Linked DNA regions of Rattus norvegicus: regions 1 and 3 are each linked to region 2. A link is a contact called in public Hi-C and HiChIP or PLAC-seq data. All regions are on one chromosome and are shown on one strand. Each heading gives the region's core, a stretch centred on a gene start, on an enhancer-like site or on the middle of the called end of the contact. The rest is flanking DNA. Distances are from core to core; before and after follow the strand shown. Region 1 overlaps Syn3 (synapsin III). Region 2 overlaps Syn3 (synapsin III). Region 3 overlaps Syn3 (synapsin III).

Region 1 (4,364 bases), core at 1,598-4,097, 300 kb before region 2:
TCGGCCCTTTCGAGTGCAGCCCCTGAGAAGGCTGCGGTTCCTAGGTTGAGAATACTGAGCATGCTCAATAGACGGCCTCAGCCTGGACAGCTAAAAAGGTTTGAGGCGGGGGGTGGGGGGGTGGGGGGTGGGGGGGTGGGGGGGTGAGGATACAGAGTACATCTCTGCTCTCTCACCTCCTTTTTCCCTCCCACCCAGCCTCCATGCCTCCAAACTCTGGACATACGTTTTAATGCACCGGGTGTGAGCCTCTGTGCTAGCGGATAGGTTCCATGAAAAAGTGAGCCAGGGTGACATGGCAGGTCCTTGGTCACTAGATTGCTTGCTACATGCTAACTTTGTGGGGAGCAACCAGATAATTCCAAGCGCTCTTTTATTAATAACGGAACAACAGCAACAGCAAAAACCCATTTTCTTTCCTTTTAAGACTAATGAAATAACGTAGAAAGTGATTGACTTCTGCAAACTGTTTTCTTTGGAGAGGGTAGAACAAATTAGAAACTGTGAGGCCTTTCCCTTATGACTAAAGATGTTGAACATTTCTTTAGGTGTTTCTCAGCCATTCGGCATTCCTCAGCTGTGAATTCTTTGTTTAGCTCTGAACCCCATTTTTAATAGGGTTATTTGTTTCCCTGCGGTCTAACTTCTGAGATTTCACCTCACACCAGTGAGAATGGCTAAGATCAAAAACTCAGGTGACAGCAGATGCTGGCGAGGATGTGGAGAAAGAGGAACACTCCTCCATTGTTGGTGGGATTGCAGACTGGTAAAACCATTCTGGAAATCAGTCTGGAGGTTCCTCAGAAAATTGGACATTGAACTGCCTGAGGATCCAGCTATACCTCTCTTGGGCATATACCCAAAAGATGCCTCAACACATAAAAGAGACACGTGCTCCACTATGTTCATCGCAGCCTTATTTATAATAGCCAGAAAATGGAAAGAACCGAGATGCCCTTCAACAGAGGAATGGATACAGAAAATGTGGTACATCTACACAATGGAATATTACTCAGCTATCAAAAACAACGAGTCTATGAAATTCGTAGGCAAATGGTTGGAACTGGAAAATATCATCCTGAGTGAGCTAACCCAATCACAGAAAGACATACATGGTATGCACTCATTGATAAGTGGCTATTAGCCCAAATGCTTGAATTACCCTAGATCCCTAGAACAAACGAAACTCAAGACGGATGATCAAAATGTGAATGCTTCACTCCTTCTTTAAATGAGGAAAAAGAATACCCTTGGCTGGGAAGGGAGAGGCAAAGATTAAAACAGAGACTGAAGGAACACCCATTCAGAGCCTGCCCCACAGGTGGCCCATACATATACAGCCACCCAATTGGACAAGATGGATGAAGCAAAGAAGTGCAGACCGACAGGAGCCGGATGTAGATCGCTCCTGAGAGACACAGCCAGAATACAGCAAATACAGAGGCGAATGCCAGCAGCAAACCACTGAGCTGAGAATAGGTCCCCCGTTGAAGGAATCAGAGAAAGAACTGGAAGAGCTTGAAGGGGCCCGAGACCCCAAAAGTACAACAATGTCAAGCAACCAGAGCTTCCAGGGACTAAGCCACTACCTAAAGACTATATATGGACTGACCCTGGACTCTGACCCCATAGGTAGCAATGAATATCCTAGTAAGAGCACCAGTGGAAGGGGAAGCCCTGGGTCCTGCTAAGACTGAACCCCCAGTGAACTAGAGTATGGGGGAGGGCGGCAATGGGGGGAGGGTTGGGAGGGGAACACCCATAAGGAAGGGGAGGGGGGAGGGGGATTTTGCCCGGAAACCGGGAAAGGGAATAACACTTGAAATGTATATAAGAAATACTCAAGTTAATAAAAAAATAAATAAAAAAAAAGAAAGTATGAAAAAAAAAGAAATACTCAAGTTAATAAAAAAATAAATAAATAAATAAAATAAAATAAAAAAAAAGAAACTGTGAGGCCATTAGTTCCTGACCCTCCTCTAAGCAGCTAGCAGCTGGATGCTCCAGGAGGGGCAACAACTGGCCACTGGGATTCCTCTAGACTCAGAACAGGCCTAGAAGACTTTCTGGTTCTCTCAACCTGGTCCATGAAATGCAGCACGGGACTGGGGGAGGGGGAGTTAGTGAATTCATCCCATACAAGACCGGCCCATCTAAGTTCCCCTCACCGTGGGTGAGTCCAAGGCTGACCATGGAGTGTAAAGATAGTCCCATTGCTTTTCTGAGATATTGCTTGCATAAAGGGATTTTTCCTACTTCTTTGAACGAGCATAGATAGAAAAACGAACAAAAACAAAGTCTCTTACTGAACCTTACACAACCACGAGGCTAGCATGGCTGCCTAGCCAGCAAGGCTCTGGCAGCCTCTTCTCCCATTCCCCTGTCCAAGGGGATTCATGGAAGCTCAGTTTATGTGAAGAAACTCAAAGCATTCTATTCATCCAGTTGGCCAGAATATAGTCACATGGCCACCCGCCCTGAGGCATACTGGGAAGTGTAGTCGAGTTGGATACCAGACCCGAAGGGAAAGAATTCGCAATAAGTACCTAGACACTGTCATGCATTGAGCTTTAAACACATTTCTTTTATTGTCCATTCTTTAATAAAGGTAATGTGATCTGGGTATGCCCTAGCTTGAGCCAAAGATCAAGAGAAATCATTACTGTCACAGAGCCCTGAGACAGTAAACACAGGTTTAGGGAAACTGTTGTTGACTTTGCTGCCGTCTCCTGAATGCTTGGCACAGATCCAGGGACATAGTAGGTGCACAACAAACCATTGTGCTGCTGCGCGGCTTCCCACCAGCCTCCTGAATGCGAGCCTCGCCTTGGCTCGCTGGTGCTCCGTTCACACACACATCTTTCTGACAACTCACCCATCGCCATTAGTCACTGGCAATGGCCCCTGCCAGCTGTGAGCTGGGACACAGGAAGGATTTTATCTGTAGTTGAGACGTCCTGAAAGGATGAGGCTCCCTTCTCGGGTCGCTGGAAGGCTGCCCGCTGTAAAGGCACATTCTTTGCAGCCTAGAGGCTGAATGGTAACCAGGAGCAGATTGAGGGCTACATCGGGCAGTCATGGAGAACACCACTGCGACATGGGCCTGTGGCTTGTGCCTGCCGGCTTCGAGTCATCTCGAAGCCATCCCTAACCCAGGATGCAGTACCACTCTGAAGGAGAAGGGAAAGGCCTCAGAAACATTGCCAGAACCTGATTGCTAAATTGAGCCCGGTGGCACAGCCCTCTAATCCCAGCTTCTCAGGAAGCTGCAGCAAGACAACTCAGAGTTCAAGGCCAGCTGGGGAAAATTAGGGAGCCCATATTTCAAAATACAAAGTAAAAATAGCCCTGGCAGCATAGCTCAATGGTGGAACACTTGCGCACACAAGACCCTAAATGCACTTCCTAACGTCTAAAAAATCAAAACAGACAAAAAGTCAACCTTTTTTCTCAGTGTACTCAGTTCTTAATATAGATAGATGGATGTTTCGGAAGGTTACGATGCAGGTCACCCTCCAGGGGTAGCAGTTTCCATTTGCATACCTACTAAGTTAACCATCAAGACAACGTTATGAGAGAAATAAAATTGTTACTCCAGTTTTACTGAGCAGACATTGGGGCACAACACCTTCACTGACCTAACCCAATAGACGTCACAGGAATGTCTCCTCATCAGGGTACAGCCTCTGCAGCTCACCACAGTCCCCAGCACTTCTGAATATCTCCCAGACACAGGGACAGAAGGTCAATCATTGTGTCTCTGGACTGGGAAAGCATTGCCACACGGAGGGCTCGTTGCTTAAACTATGAAGCTGACCGTGATCAAACCAGGACCTGTCATGTTTCTGCTCCGTAAAGCAGGACCATCACTAGCTGTTCTAAACGTCAAATCCCTATTTTCTCTATGTCCTCCAACTTCTCTAGGAGTGTCTTTAAACCAGGCCACTAGGTCTCTTGTCGTGATGCCCACATACTGTTTACTAACAGAAATGAGCACACTCCCACAGCAGATGCCAACAACTGGAAAATGGGAGCCCAGATGGCTCCAGTAACTGCTGGCACTCAGAAAGGGAAAAATCATTTTCCCAATACATACTCGTATGGTTGAAGCCGTGAAGGGGCCTGTACGGGGGTCTTCATGTCAATCAAGCCCAGCCCCTTCCTGCCCATACATGCTCCCATAACAGTGTTTCTCAGTCTTAGCACAGTGCCTTGTAAATTCTGCCTTAGGCCTTCATCCTGCTTCTGCTTATGCACTACCTCAGATCCCTGTAGCCTCATCATTCAGAGTGGAGCCTGGTACACAGAAGGCCTTCAGTCAGTGTCAAGTGTCTATTCACTTTGTCCTTAGAGATCACAAGTGC
Region 2 (4,449 bases), core at 1,930-4,429:
CAGCCGGTCCTCCAGTCTCTTGTGTCTGCCCCGCTGCCTAGGAACCAACAGGCAAACAGCACCAGGTAACTGAGTGGGTGGGAGTATGGCTCAGCAGGAAGGTGTACCATACTCCAGGTCAGGGAGGGGTTCCCTTGGCAGTGGGGGCCGGGAGCCTAGGGCAACAGACAATCTCACCGGTTGACTCACCAGGAAAGTTGAATGTTTCTACCAGGTAAGTGGCATCTCTGTGTAGGACCCCATCCTCATCTCAAGTCAGGAACCACATTCCTTCTGCCTGTTACTAGAACAGAGGCGAGTCAAGGACCACTTCACCTGGGACATCAGTAGCGCCTGTCAAACCGCCCAGCATCCCCTTCCTTCCTCACTAGGACAGTAGACATGAATCTGGTTTGGGCATGCATGCGTGCGCTCGCGCACACACACACACATATGCACACACACAGGCACATGCACACACACATACACACACACAGGCACATGCGCACACACATACACACACACATGCACATGCACAGGCACATGCACACACACACATGCACACTCACAGGCACATGCACACGCACATGCGCACACACATGCACACACACACACATATGCACACACACAAACATACAGGCACATGCGCACACACATACACACACACACAGGCACATGCACACACACACACACATGCACACACACATACACACACACAGGCACATGCACACACACATGCACACACACGCACACACACACATATGCACACACATACACACACACATACACACACAGGCACATGCACACACACATACACACACAGGCACATGCACACACACACACAGGCACACATACATACACACACACCTATACCTGTGAGCTCTGGTCACTGAGATCTCTCCACTTTCACAAAAAGCCATCCATGCTCATATGCCCCAGCTCTGGACACTCAAGGAGGGAAGAATGGAAGATGCTTCACATTTAAAAACAAACAAATAAAAAAGCCAGTTTGGGTCTTCTAAACACAAGAAAACAACTTTTTCAAAAAAGTTCCAGAAAGCCTCAGACAAACAAACAAACAAACAAAAAAAAAAAGAGATGGCTTTCAGATTTGTTTTTTTGTTTTTTTCCCTCAGAAACATTAGAGAATTGTTTTCCTTTGGACTTTGGGGTGGGGTCAGGAACAGAGGGAGCTTGTTCCTGGGAATGTGAAGTGTATTTTTCCCAGTAAGGGGGAAAAGGAAACAGAGATCCAAAAATACTGTCTCCCAGCGCTTGTGACACATTTGGTGAGGATGCTCAGGGGAAACACCCTGGACCTCGTCCTCTCTGACCTGGCCCAGGGGATGACCTTGCTCACTGGGAAAAAATGTTTCCCTGGGGAGAGTGAATATCCACTTCCTTTGTCTGTGTCCACCGTGGAGATTCCAGTACTTGACCTCAGGCTCCTTGTAGCGGCCATTTTCCACCACAGAGAATGCGGGGAACAATCCAGGGCAGAAGGCAATGGGTAAGATTGGAGGAGAGACTGGCAGGGTGCTGGGAGCCCAGGAGCACTGGGGACAGACTCTTGTAACTGCCGCTGGAGACTGCCTGGGACCCCAGAGAGCTCCATTTGGGGACAGTGTACAGCCTTTCTGGGACCCATACCCACACTCCAGTTTAATTTTCAGGCACTCCAGGTGCGTGACTCACGGTCCCCTGAAAGTCACAGCCAAGTGGGCCTTAGCAGCTGCCTGAACCCTTAGTTTGGTCGACCAAAAATAGACCCAGAAAAGACAAGAGACTTCCCCTAAGCAAGTCCATAGCAGAACATAGGCCTGGAACCCTGGCCGCCTCATCTGCCTGGTGCTTGGTTAGGAGGCCCCTGCAGCTATAGAACTCTCCATCCGTTTCCTCAGCCCTGACGAGGAAACCATGTAATCGTAGAACCTGCCTTGAAGGCTCATTCTAAGATAGGTCCCCGTGTAGCCCAGGCTACCCTCAAATTCAATATGTAGGAAGACCTTGAACTTTTGTTGCCCTTGCCTCTGCCTCCTGAATGCTGGAATCATAGGTGCTGGGGGTGGAAGCCAAGGCCCCAGGTATGCGAGGTGAGCACTGTCGTCACATTCCCAGCCCTGCAAAGTGACAGCACTGGCATCATCGATACCTGGGTCTTAGAATAGTGTCCCGTATCGCACCAGCGCTCAGTGACCCTGTACTGTCAAGGCCTTCCCATGGTAAACAGAGTTTACTGCAAGGACCTCCCCCCACCCATAGTTCCCCCAGGACACTGGCCACTCTGACTTTATGATAATTCTGGGACTAAGCTCTCCAGTGGGTCAGTTGAGTGAGCTCAGCAAAGACATGGTCACAGAGGGGCTCCTAGGAACGGGTGTGGTCCTGAAGGGTTTCTGGAGGAAGGGTGGACTAGATGTTTCGTGTTGAGTGAGGAGTTAGCCAGGTGAGGAGTGGGCAGAGAGAGCTAGGTACAGGGTCTGGAAGTAAGAATATCCGATTACCCCAGAGCTGGGCGAAGGGCCAGGGTTTGGCAGGGTGAATCAGGTGACAGACAGGGGAAGGCTGAATTCCAACGGTAGAGGAAAGAGGTGACAAACACAGCTCTGTCCCAAGTCCACCAAGACTTTATGTCCCCTTAAGACCATCAGCTGCCTGTACCTCGTGATCACCTGGCACACTGACTCACACCTCTGCGCCTCAGTTTCCCCATCTACTACAAAAGTAGACTGGGCCAACGTGACTTCCCAAAATGCAGCCCCTTCTTCCTTAAGGACAGCCTGGTTCCCAAGGAGAGTTTCATTTTAGGTCTGTGTCCAGCTGGGAGCCCCCAGAACAATGTTTTTCCTCTTTTGTCTTCTCTGTTAACCCTGGGTCACTTCCAGCCTGTGTCAAATTGTTAGTTGTTGTTCTAATTGAGCCCCCACCAGTTCCCAGCTCTGAGGACATCTTTAACCTTGGGCCAGAAGAGAGAGGGCCAGCCCCAGCTCTGGGAGGACAGTGGAGTGGGAAACGAGAGGGTGGGAAATGAGGGGGCAGAGACTGACGCCCCAGAGTACAGAGAAGGTCAACACGTGCTCCCCAGCCCTGGTCACGTTGCTGGACTCCAGGGTGTGGAGGCTGAGTGGAACTGAATCCAGGGAGCCCTTCACAAGGAACTAGAGAGAACTGCGTGTCTGCTGGGAGCCCAGACAGCAGGAAGTGCCCAGCTGGGTGCGTTGCATGGAGAACATTGCCATCTAGTGGTCATTCTGCCTTGAGCGCAGTGTCAACACTCCAGAAATAAAAAGCCAACTTCAGGGTTCTTCAACCTCCTCTCCTCCCCCACACCAGGTCATGGACAGTTCAATGCCACTGATTGGAGAACATGTGGAGGAGGACAAGCAGTTAATGGCTGACCTTGTTGTTTCCAAGATGAGCCAACTCCTGGTGCCAGGGGCCTCGGTGCCCTCCCCCCTGAGACCTTGGGTAAGGTTTTCTTGAGATAACCCCAGGCAGGCATCCTATAGGAGAAGGGGGTGGGGACAGAGGCTGGCAAGGGCCTTGCAGGGACCCTTTCTTGCTCATCTCTCCTAGAAAGAAAACTCCTGTCCCATCATCTTTGGATTGATTGATGGCAATGTTCATCTCTCTGTCTCCATGTTGGATCTGAATGGAGATGTGTGAAAGAATCCAGGCACACAGATGCCCTATGTTCCCAGTGCACAGGACAATAGAAACTATTGTGTCTCAGGCTTCCCATCCCCCGACCCAGCAATCGTCAGCCTTCTGGGAAAGCAAGTTTCAAATCTTTCCCCCAACACCAACCCCTACTTATCCCACAGAAACCCATCTCTTCATACACACAGGAATAGTAGTTGAACTCAAGGGGCTTCTAGGAGCCAGGAGGCATTTGCAGCATCTTCCGTGGCTATCCTAAAAACCTATCAGGAGGTACACTGAAGAATCATGCATTGTGTACTTTACATCAGTGATTTTTAAAATAAAGATGTATCTAAGGCTTTGCCTCCTACCAGAATTACTGTAGCCAGGGGCTTCCTTCCTCTTCTCTTACTCTAGGGTCCACAGACTAAATCTGCAAAATCTCCAGGGCAAGGCCAGCTAGGACCTCTGCTCGGACAGCCCCAGCCAAGGCCACCTCCACAAGGTAAGATGGGGCAGCCACTGAGAAACACTGTATCAATGAAACTGAAATGCAGTGCAGAGGACTGTGAGGTGTCTCAGTGATAAGAACACATTCTGTGCGAGCATGACAACATGAGTTCAAATCCCCATCACACAAGTAACAAGCTGGACATAGCCAAACATGTCTGTATTTACAACACTGGGGGAAGGGAGGGACAGGCAGTTCCTGGGAACTGGCTGACCAGTTAGTTTAGCTCAATAAGAGATGCTGTCCAAAGCAGTGGTTCTCAACCCCTCTGGGGTTGCATGTCAGATATCCTGCATATCAGACACATACATTATGAA
Region 3 (4,365 bases), core at 311-2,810, 390 kb before region 2:
GGTAACAGAAAGGTTCCAGTCTTCTACTGAGGAGTCAGACTACTTCTGGGTGCTTGGACAACAAGACACCTTGGAGCGTCTCTCTGGGGGCTTGCAGTGGGCCTAATTGGTCCACAGTAACCAGGATGTTCTTCTCCATCTTTGCCACCAGCAGGTAGGGGCAGGGGAAAGGATGTGGTCAGATGTGACCAGATACCTGATCCGAAGCAACTTATGAGAGGAAGGGTTTATCTGGGCTCAGACTTTAAAGGTGCAGTCGTCCATCGTGGGGGGAAAGGATGGCAGGAGGTGTGGGAGGCAGGTACATTGTGTCAGCATCTGGAAGCAGGGTGCGATGAATGCTGGTGCTTAGCTGGCTTTCTCCATTGTAGACCATCTGAGAATCCAGCCCAGGGGATGGTGCCACCCAAAGGTATGTTTCCATTGGTGATTCTGCAAGCCATCGCACTGACAATAAAGATTACCATCAAAGTAGGATCGTCAGGGTGAGGAAATAAAAACACAGGTTATCAAGTGAGTACTTAGTGAAGGTGCTAAGGAAATACAGTGAAGCATGAGACTGACTTATTACTAAACGTATGTTTATCGGAAATTGGAATTTCAAGGGGTGTCCAGTATTTTCCCCCTTCAGGGAAGAAGGTAAATGTGAAACAGCGAGAGGCTAGCCTCTGAAGCACCTTGCTTTCTGTTTGGGGAGTCAAATTAGGTCTCCTGCTGGGCCCCATCCTCAGAACACAGCTTTCTCTGACATCACCAGCAGTAGCGAGGGAGAGAGATAAGCCCAGAGGACTGTCTCCAACCAGACTCCTAGCTCCCTACCCTCCCTTTCAGTTATGAGACCTTAGTCAAGTCTAACCTCCCAGTCTCCCATTCCTCCTCTGTCAGGCAGGACTACAGACTAGCTTTGCTACAGGGTAAAGATAATGGCCCGGGTGAAGTGGGTACATGGCTCACCCTGACATAATAGGCCCTGGGACGGTAATTGTTATTAATTGCAGTTACTAATTGCTTGTGACTATAATAGCCCTGGGAGCCAGGGGGAAGGAAGCTGCTTGGCATGCTTCTCAGTTAAGCTGGTTGTGCTGCAGGGCCAGCTTCCAGAAGCCCTGGAGGAAGGGTGTCTAGGCCCTGGCAGACTGGCAGTCATTCCTGAGTCACAGAGAGAGCTCCAACTCAATCAGCTGAGCCTAGAGTAAACGGAGAAGGTTAAAGCATAGACGCACAGCTCTGCTGTAGATCCCCGGCTCTGGGGAACAACTCATGCCCATTGGCACCATAAAGCCCTCTATTGCATCAGCCAACTGTTGTATGCGGAGGACTGTAAGGGGCTTCTAGTGAACTGAAGATGGGGGTCTCATTAAAGGGGTGTCACCTCTTATTTGCTTTATTTATTAACTCAAACATTCCACCTGACCCCACCTGCAGGGCTTCAGTACTGGTCCTATACCTCTGCCTTCTTTCTCTGTATTTCTCCCTGCCCTAGTGTCCAGGGAGAGGGGAGGGGCGTGGACATTCCCCATCAACCAGTTCTGTTGCCTAGAGACGGCTCAGTTTTCCCAGGCCCGGCCCCTTTTATCAGGGAGACAATGCGTGCACACACAGTGAAGGCCTTGTGTGGCACCCAAGCCCCTAGCCCTTTGACTTGAAGAATTTTTCAAGTGCTGACCCTTCTTCGTGAGGTCTTCATGCTGTCCAATCCAAGGGCCAGTGTCTCTGCAGCTTCCTACCCAGCCTCTGTGAGTAGAGACAGAGGAAGGGGAAACAGAAAGATTGTTGCCGCCACCCTGCTCGTGTGGAATCTTGGGGGAAAGCTTCACCCTTGGAACCTAGCTAGAAGATACAAGGAAAATGTCTTTGAACAGAAGCGAATGTGGATAAAATTTCCCCCTAAATCTCTTCCTTTCTGCTGTCTCTCTAAAGAGCTTGACTGAGCCGTGAGATCTCAAATGTAAAGGGCACCCTCCATCCCAGAGCACCTGTTTCCTTAGATATACCACCATGTGATGTGTGAAGACCATGTCTCTTGACGAGCGTTCCTTTTAGAGTGATTATTTCCAGCTACCACCCGGAACTTGTTGCATAAGGTCAAGTTCTTTCTCATGGAAAGAAGGACCTTTGGCCAACATAAGTAAAATGAGGTTTTACTAGGAAAAGAATGGGTAATGATTGGAATTCTAGGAAACGTCAACCTGTGAGACCCTTCCAGAGATCTGCATACAGCATACATGCATACCTCAACCCTCATTTGCCTTTGCAACTTAAAAAACAAATTCTTGGTCAATATTAAGCCTGGCTTCATCTACTCCTTCTCTCTTGAGAAGACTCTCTGACAGACCTACCAATGTTGTCTACAGGAGGGAGGCTTGGTTCTGTCAGGACATGAACCAATACGAATGGAAGGACCACTACTAGACAAGCATTCAATGGATCCAAGGCAAGCCAAGAGAAACTGTCACCTACCACAGTGGACTCTGAATGGCTAGAATGGAGCCAGGAACCTGCTTTTTGATCGTGATGGAAAACCAACCTTTGAAGCTATCAAAACAGAGGGCTTACTACATGATTTCAGTGAATAGAAACAAGACCACTGACGGAGCAATGGAAAATGGAGATGAAGTTCAACTTGATGAACAGAGCAGGCCAGGCACACGTGCGGCTCAGTATGAGTACAGTTAGCTGGCGGAGATCAAGTGGTGGTGGGAAAAGGGTGAGTTTCCCATGGTGTAGAAGATCCCAAATTTGGTTTGGCTACTCATTTGTGAAAGTCATGAAGGGCTCAGGCCCCAACGATCTTATTCTAGAAACCCTTAGAGAAGGCTCCAAACTCAAGCGTTTGCTCTTCTCCTCTTGCCTTTGTCTTACCTGAATCATGCCCTTGCCTCGTTCTTCTCTGAGGAATTCCACAGCCTAGTTGCAAGTGTTGCCTCACCCTCCACAGCCTGGCTTTCTAGCCCAGGCCCTCCCAGTGACCTTCTTTCTAGAACCCCTTAGAGACCTGCTTCTGCTTAGGCAATAGAGATTTCAAAGCTGTGTCCCCAGACTTTACCCCATTGGTTACAACATGGCCCCTGGAAAGGCATGTCTCTGGGCAGATGCCAGCCTCATTACCTAATGTCTCTCTCCCCAAGGTCTGTAGAAGCCTCTGATGTGCTCCCTGGCAGGAGGGAATCATCTGCCATGGCAGAAAAGGGATGGGGATTCCTGTCCACTCTTCTGCTGGGTTTTCTGAAGGTCTCTCAGAAGTTAACTACCATGCAAAAAACTGGCTTAATCAGAGGCTGCCTGTGGAAACACAGCAGTCAGTATGGGGACTTGTGGATGGGAACAAGCACAGGTGGGAAGAAACACTTCCCTGTGGTCAGAGGGCTTCTTTTGGACCAAGCTGGATCTCTATGCTGCTGCACGGATGGTTATCACATATCTGTGTGTCACTGCCTCCTGGGAGGGAGTGAGCCCTGTGTGGTCTTCCTGGTTGGCTCCTTGGAGCCTGAAGGTTCTGCACAGAGCAGATGGTCCAGCGCTGCAGGTTGAATCATGCAGAGGCTTCCTGGGTCTATGGGCCTGGCTTGCTGGGTAAAGCACTTGCTGCACAAGTGTGAGAACCAGAGTTAAACCCTGGGGACTCTGGTGAATGAGTGACCATGCTGCCCCTGCTACATTCCGGGACTCAGGGAGGTGGGAAGAGGATCCCAGCTGGCTGGCTGGGCTAGCAGAATCCTCAAACTCTGGGATCCAGTAAGAGATGCTGCCTGGCCTCACTGTCTCCATGGTCGGATGGATCTGTCCGGGAGCCCTGCTCTGACACAGGTAGATCCCATCTGTGCTCATTCCCTGCCTGAGGCAGGAAAAGAATGCAGTGCCCACTCCTCATAAATCTTTGTCACATGCCACCACATCCTGGGGCCCCAAAGTAGGCATTTCCCGCCCCAGGCAGCCTAGTTTGCAATATTCTCCTTCCTGCTGCCTTCAATGTGTCAGTAAAATATGAGGCCACCCACAGAGACAGAAACCTCCTGGAATCCAGTGTTCCCACCCCCTTTCACAGGGCAGGACCATGGATTTGGTTGATTGGCAGAGTTATTCAAGAAACTGTGAATGTGGACATATTAGGGCACTGGGATGGGACTGCTGGTAGAAGACAAAGCCATTGGACAACGTGGATCCATCTGTTTAAACCAAGGTCGGTCGAGCAGCCAGTCAACAGCAGAGACACTGGCCTCCACCCACAAGGCATCTCGAATTCTATGCCATCCCTCCCCTTCTCTCTGCCACACAGGGCTGTTCTGAGGCAGCTCCAGCCTGATTTAGCCCATCCTTCCACCACCATCCCCACCCCCAACCCCCAGCAAGAAGGCAGCAGTCTGT

What was found. A called contact is a pair of places that touch in the nucleus more often than the background predicts. HiChIP or PLAC-seq counts read pairs in DNA pulled down with a chosen protein or histone mark.
Region 1: an H3K27ac HiChIP or PLAC-seq map of oligodendrocytes shows a contact between it and region 2, with 6 times the contacts expected there. The contact joins two enhancer-like sites. A contact is called at or near these places in 1 of 12 Hi-C or Micro-C datasets (liver) and 1 of 1 datasets of contacts at active chromatin or transcription factors (oligodendrocytes).
Region 3: a Hi-C map of Schwann cells shows a contact between it and region 2, with 17 times the contacts expected there. The contact joins two enhancer-like sites. A contact is called at or near these places in 11 of 12 Hi-C or Micro-C datasets (the A7r5 cell line, Schwann cells, frontal cortex and 6 more) and 1 of 1 datasets of contacts at active chromatin or transcription factors (oligodendrocytes).

Annotation. Positions count from the first base shown.
Region 1 is chr7:19,375,139-19,379,502 of GRCr8, forward strand. The region is part of intron 4 of Syn3 (synapsin III); the gene reads left to right. Among named protein-coding and RNA genes, the nearest start is that of Timp3, 82 kb to the right of the region's middle. Within about 2 kb of position 2,848, at least 16 of the 93 cell types and tissues checked have an H3K27ac peak or open chromatin away from gene starts, as enhancers often do.
Region 2 is chr7:19,677,027-19,681,475 of GRCr8, forward strand. Syn3 (synapsin III) reads left to right here. Exons shown (of 14, transcript NM_017109.2): 11 at 3,313-3,447; 12 at 4,039-4,126. Among named protein-coding and RNA genes, the nearest start is that of Fbxo7, 46 kb to the right of the region's middle. Within about 2 kb of position 3,180, at least 49 of the 93 cell types and tissues checked have an H3K27ac peak or open chromatin away from gene starts, as enhancers often do. A contact at or near this core is called in the A7r5 cell line and Schwann cells, where this site is marked.
Region 3 is chr7:19,287,346-19,291,710 of GRCr8, forward strand. The region is part of intron 2 of Syn3 (synapsin III); the gene reads left to right. Among named protein-coding and RNA genes, the nearest start is that of Syn3, 25 kb to the left of the region's middle. Within about 2 kb of position 1,561, at least 44 of the 93 cell types and tissues checked have an H3K27ac peak or open chromatin away from gene starts, as enhancers often do. A contact at or near this core is called in the A7r5 cell line and Schwann cells, where this site is marked.